2 separate regions of the Ovis aries genome follow, and region 1 is linked to region 2. A link is a contact called in public Hi-C data. All regions are on one chromosome and are shown on one strand. The core of a region is the stretch at or near the end of the contact, and the rest is flanking DNA. Distances in the headings are between cores, read along the strand shown. Region 1 overlaps STARD13 (StAR related lipid transfer domain containing 13). Region 2 overlaps STARD13 (StAR related lipid transfer domain containing 13).

Region 1 (2,963 bases), core at 446-2,945, 51 kb after region 2:
TGAGCTAGGTAAAGATTATTGTCCTCACTTTACACACAGGAACTGATATATCAGATTAGGTGACTTACTTTAGGCTAAAGAGAGCTTAATTTGGTGGAGATAGAAAGCTAACATCACAGTATCTTAGCTTTCCTTAAACAATAAGTCATAAGAAGCTGGCCTGGGACTTCCTCAGCAGTCTAGCGGTTAAGACTTCACCTTCCAGTGCAGGGGGTGGGGATTCAATCTCTGGTTAGGGAGCTAGGATCCCACATGCCTCACAGAAAAAAAAAAAAAAAAAAAAAACACACACACAAGAAAAAAACTTAAAACGGAAATTAAAAAGAAAAGAAACTGGCCTGTTATTTCACGTCAGATTCCCTCAAGTTTCATAAATAATTTTCTCAAAAACCTTGGAAGTATGTTCATAGCAAGCAGTCCTGTTTGACTAACAAGAAATCCATGGCCAGTCATGCAAGTGTTTGAGGGTGTGAGTTCCTAAAGCATTTGAGGGAAAGAGGGAAGACAGTGTGATGAGTTCAAAGCTGTGGAACTATAGAGAGAGGAAGACAGGCTGGTACCTTTGACAATAACCGGGGCTGATGTCCTCAGGAGCATCTTCTCGGAAGAACAAAATTTAAAGCCCCTTGAGGACAAAATGACAAGGAAAAAAATAATTTTAAACCAAAAGAAGCAGGTAATAGTCAAAGTCTACACCTTGAGAGATGTTCCACTTCTGCTTGATCAAATCACTACCTCAGAGGGGGCCCACACCAGGTACTTAAGAGAATCTTTTCAGATACAGCCAGCCAAGCAAAGGTTTCTATGGAGACATATAGTTTTAAGTCACCTGTGTATATCAGTGGAACTCGACATATCTTTGTATCTCATCCACAGTGCCTCGTAGGTTAAGCACTTGATCTACGTTACTGGGGTTTCCTGAGTGTGGCTGTAAGATTCTAGAGGAAAAGAGAGGTGACGAGTGGTTGTAAATTGAGTGACTGCTTTTTCAATTGGTCCTGGAGTCTATGTGATTTGATGTACTATCCAGCCACTAGATGACTGAACAGAGTATACACGTTCAGATGACACTGAATCAGTTGGTCGTTCAACTCAAATTTCAGATAAAACTCAGTCAACTTAAAAAGTTAGAGAAATGCCACTGGTCCTGGAAAGAGTGATCTGTAGTGTGAATCCCAGCTTTGCTACTTACAGCCGTGTGACCAAGGCCATCTTCAGACTTTCAGTTTCTTACCTCGTGGGTCTGTGTCAAGCTCGAAAGTGAGATAATAAATGTAACAGCACACTGTAAGTTTTTTATTAGATACCATCGACTCAAGGTGATACTCAGGGTCCACAACATCTTATCAACTCCTGAAATCTGCTTCTCTTTCAGTTCCTTACTCTTAGTTCAGGGCTCTCAAAACCCATATGCCTGCAGGGTAGTGATGTTGGCCTTGGCAAGTCAGCCTGTGTGCATTGCAGGGGTCCATTGTAAAGCTATAGGGCTTTATGTCCAGTCTAAAGCTATATGTCCAGTCTAAAGAGAGCCACTCAGCCACCACTGTGTGCCAGGCCCCGAGCCTTGTCTCCACAGAGCCTTGTGCAACGTGCTGGACACAAAATAGATGCCCAGTGAGAGACGGGCACCTGCCGTCCTGCCTGACGGGACATCACCCCCTTCCCCAAGGCCTTGTGCCCCGATGGCCGCTGAGTCCACACCTCCAGGGCTGGGGCAGCCTGCCCACTGCTGTTGAGACTGGCCCTCACCTTGTCTCAAACCCTTGAGATAAACTCTCATCTCTAACTGTTGGATGTTCAATTGAAGGATTTCATGCAACCCAAGACTTTCCGTTTGAAAACTGGAGTGATAGATCACCCTATATATGGCCATCTTAAATTCTATCTTCTTTAAAACTAATGTCCCGATCTCTACAGAGGAGTTAAAGATTATTTTCTCTCTTCCTTATATGGCCACAGCTTTCCGATTACACCTCAGTCTTAGCCCTTTTCAGGTATTAGAATTCTCTCCCCAGTGTTTCTGTTTCCTTTGTCAGATTTGTAGCATCTCACAGTTTGTGGTCCTCATCTCCTCCATGGTATCTAGCTGATGCTTCTCAGGGATATACTTAAAGAGTACTTTGCTTGACCTGAAGAAATAAGTCATTCAGATATAAAATGAGTAAAGACTGACCCTGGGTCTCATAATGGACTAAATAAATAGCCTTTTAGGAGAGATCACGTGATTCTCAGATGAGTCAACATGAGGAGAACAGGAAATAGGTTGAGATTTCAGCAAAAGAAAATTCCATGTATCGAAAAGCAGCCTTTGATCAGAAGGATGATGGGGAAAGAAAGTGAATATAGCTTGCAAAAAATCATGAAGTCACTGCTCCCAGAAGCTTTCAGTGTTGTCCCACCATCCATGTGTCTCAGTTTAAGATGAAGATTTTCCTGAAGTCAGGGCTGGAGGGAGTAATGGTGGAGGCTTGGTTCAGGCAGGCATCTCCTGAAATCCAGTGGACCAGGATGAATAGCGACCCTGTTTCCAACAGAAGTGCCATACCTGTTTTTCTTTTTAACCAAGGTAAGATGGACTAACTTATTCCTGTCTAAATTGTGATTGTTGAGGTTTAGAAGTCAGGACTGTGACAGTGTGAAGCTAACTAGCCATGTTACATTATAGTGGAACACTTTTCCCCACAAAGGATTTATCGAAGACTCAGTGAATCACCAGTTGCCATGGTCTTCAGTGAGGAACCGCAGCTCCGAAATCCTTCCTCCACCATGTGGACTGACCATCTGCTCACAGTGCTTGCAGATTCCCTTCCAGGGTTCATAAAGTCTCCTTGTGTTCTCGCACGTCTCTGAAACGCCCCGGGCAACTGCTCTTCCCTGCCACGGAGCGGCCACAACAGCTGTGGGATTCACCAGGCCTTGTCTCGGCTCCATTTCTGGCAGCAGGCAGCAACCGCCAAGCCGCT
Region 2 (2,700 bases), core at 28-2,527:
CACCCTGTACCATATACTATTTTGCTTGGCCATGTCTAGAGCTTAAGTTTAGGGTAAGAACAGTATTTTTAAAGAGATACTGACAGACTGGAGCAGATCCAAAAGACAGCAATCAGCTTGCTAAATAGTTAGAAGTTGTGTGGTTTGATGGAAAATGTTTAACCTATGAAAGGAGAGTCTTATAAGAGGTTGGTTTTCTAAAAATATCTGAAGAACAGGCACATGGAAGAAGGAACAGATTTGTCCTAATTCCAAATGACAGAATTAGAACCAATGGATTGAAATTATAAGCAAATCTTTCTTAAATAGCTTGTAGTCCTCAGTGAGGTAATACACCTCATATTTGTTGGGTAGAACATTCATTCATTGATCTGACCATGACTTGTATCATAATTGGGTGGTTGGATTGGAAGATTTTTAATATCTTTTCCAAATCCAAGATATAAAAACGTTATGTGCGTAATAGTTGAAATGAACAAATGGACTCCATATTAGCATGTAACAATCTAATCTAATTAATGTGTCACACAACCAATATTTACAGGTATTAACATGACTGTTAATACTAAAGTTTTTGCATTAGTCATGAAACTGTTTCTGAAGGCAGTAGGTTTTGACAGGGTGAAAGAGTAGGAAAGCACACAGTTCCAGATCTTTGAAACAACTTATAAAAGTGAAAGAATTTTGGTTTGGCTGAAATGGATGAGTGTAGGCAGTGAGCCCAGGACAAGTCAGGCCAAATCGCTGGCCATATGAACTAGATCTGATGGCTGGATCCCCAGGGGATGGAATGAGGGCAGAGAATGCGCTCTGAAAGGCCTACAGAGATGAAGTTAACTAAAGAGAGCAACGAGGGCTAGACCAAAAAAAAAAAAAAAGAGAAATCCATTACCACCCAGAAGTTTTTGCAGTAAGATCTGGACTTCAAGTGGGAGACACGGCCCAAGGTGGAAAAACTGAATCAGAAGAGAATGAAGCCTTTTGTGCATGGTCCTGGTCATGGCTGTGAATGTTAATATCCCGGCTTGCTTGCACTGGTCATCAGGCCTGTGACGTATGCATATTGGAAAGGTTTATTGACAAAAAAATGGGGCACATACATCACAAATCAACTGGTAGAAATTCTTGAAATGAGCCTGAGAGCCCACAGGAAGCTTTGATATGAAACCACAACCTTTGGATTCAAGTAGTTTCAAAAGCAACCCTCCAGATTGGTTCTGCTTTCTTTCAACCAACCACTTGTATCTCAAACATTTTCCTACTTGGCAGAACTGCCTTGGCGCCCTCTGAACAGGCTGATGAGGAGGCTGGAATGTGCATGAAGGAACAGAAGGAGCAGCAGACAGATGAAAGCACAATGAGACATTCCTGGCTTCTGTAAAAGCGCTCCTCACTTTCTGCCACGTGGACACAAAATTCTGTTGAGCGCTAATCTGGGATCATTTATCAAAAGATTTAAAAATTTTAAATACCAAAAGTTTTGTTTAGAAGTCAAATTTCAGAGTTTTGGCTGTATTTGGAGTGTTTGCCTTAGGAAGAAATGCCATCGAAGAGGCCAGCCAATATGCAGAGTTAGTCTTGAGGACGAGTAGAAAGCAGAGGGCAAACAGCCTACCCTTCAGAAGAGAGTTGTTATACAGAGAGGCCGTCAGGCTGCCTCTTCACTGTAGGATTGGGTAAGGAATGGGTGGATCTCCAGCTCTCAGTCTGAAGTTACTCCAGAAGCAGGCATAGTTCTCACTGGTCTAATTAAAGGCTCTGGGCTGTGTATGCTAACGGCACCTTGATCTCAACCACTGCAAGAATTCAGTTACCCTATACCCATATTTCCATCACATACAATTATATAGGATTAAGATGATTTTCAGTATATTCTTCCTAAAATTTTCTCCCTTATCCAATTTCCCCAGCACCCTTTTAGTGCCACAGTTTTCCCTTTCCTGTCCCTCGTGTGTAATAGTGGAAAGAGTTAAAACATCATCAGCTTGGAGATACACAGAAGCTCTACACTTGGTTGCTGTATCACCTGGGACATTTGTTCACCTCTGGGAGTCTTAATTTCCTTTTTGACAAAATCATATCTATAGGATAGCACAGAGAGTTTCCATGGAGTTAATTAAAGATGTGACATGTAAATGGCATAAGGGTTAGCACCCAGGGGGTTCTTAGCTTTGTTACCCACTCTCCCTTTTCCATTCCCCTGTTCACTGTTCTTGTTGGTTTCCAATATTGATTTGTTTATCCCATCCCTGAATAGTCTGAGGGAAGACTGTTCTTAATGACCAAATTAGGAAAGAGGAAAAGCAGGTGAAAACGAAAAACTAGTACCATCCATTTTCCTCACTTTTGAAGGCACTGGAAAGGAGGAAATCCAGCATCTTGGGTTTTCAGCACTCTCTCCCTCTCCGATTCATTTGGTCCTCACCCACTCACTCACCAGTGAAGAGGAAGACCTCTGTCCACGAGACGCACGGAGAACATTTCAGCCCAGGGAAAATTATCAGCAGTTTCTTGATTTTACATTTACAACAAGCAGAACTGCCCACCCAGTGGTGATTCTTTTAACACTGGGGCCAAATGATAAAAGAATTCATTGAAAGAGCTTAGGATTCATAGCAAAACATTAGCATAAAATAAGATATTAACGATGCTAGTGAGAAAATAATGCTACTTACCTGCCTTAAATATGGTTCTGAACAC

Evidence for each region. A called contact is a pair of places that touch in the nucleus more often than the background predicts.
Region 1: a contact with region 2 is called in a Hi-C map of omental adipose tissue, with 1.5 times the contacts expected there. The contact joins two enhancer-like sites. A contact is called at or near these places in 4 of 16 Hi-C or Micro-C datasets (hypothalamus, liver, omental adipose tissue and 1 more).

Annotation. Positions count from the first base shown.
Region 1 is chr10:28,195,901-28,198,863 of ARS-UI_Ramb_v3.0, forward strand. The region is part of intron 3 of STARD13 (StAR related lipid transfer domain containing 13); the gene reads left to right. Among named protein-coding and RNA genes, the nearest start is that of KL, 200 kb to the right of the region's middle. Within about 2 kb of position 1,696, at least 22 of the 54 cell types and tissues checked have an H3K27ac peak or open chromatin away from gene starts, as enhancers often do.
Region 2 is chr10:28,145,359-28,148,058 of ARS-UI_Ramb_v3.0, forward strand. The region is part of intron 3 of STARD13 (StAR related lipid transfer domain containing 13); the gene reads left to right. Among named protein-coding and RNA genes, the nearest start is that of KL, 250 kb to the right of the region's middle. Within about 2 kb of position 1,278, at least 5 of the 54 cell types and tissues checked have an H3K27ac peak or open chromatin away from gene starts, as enhancers often do.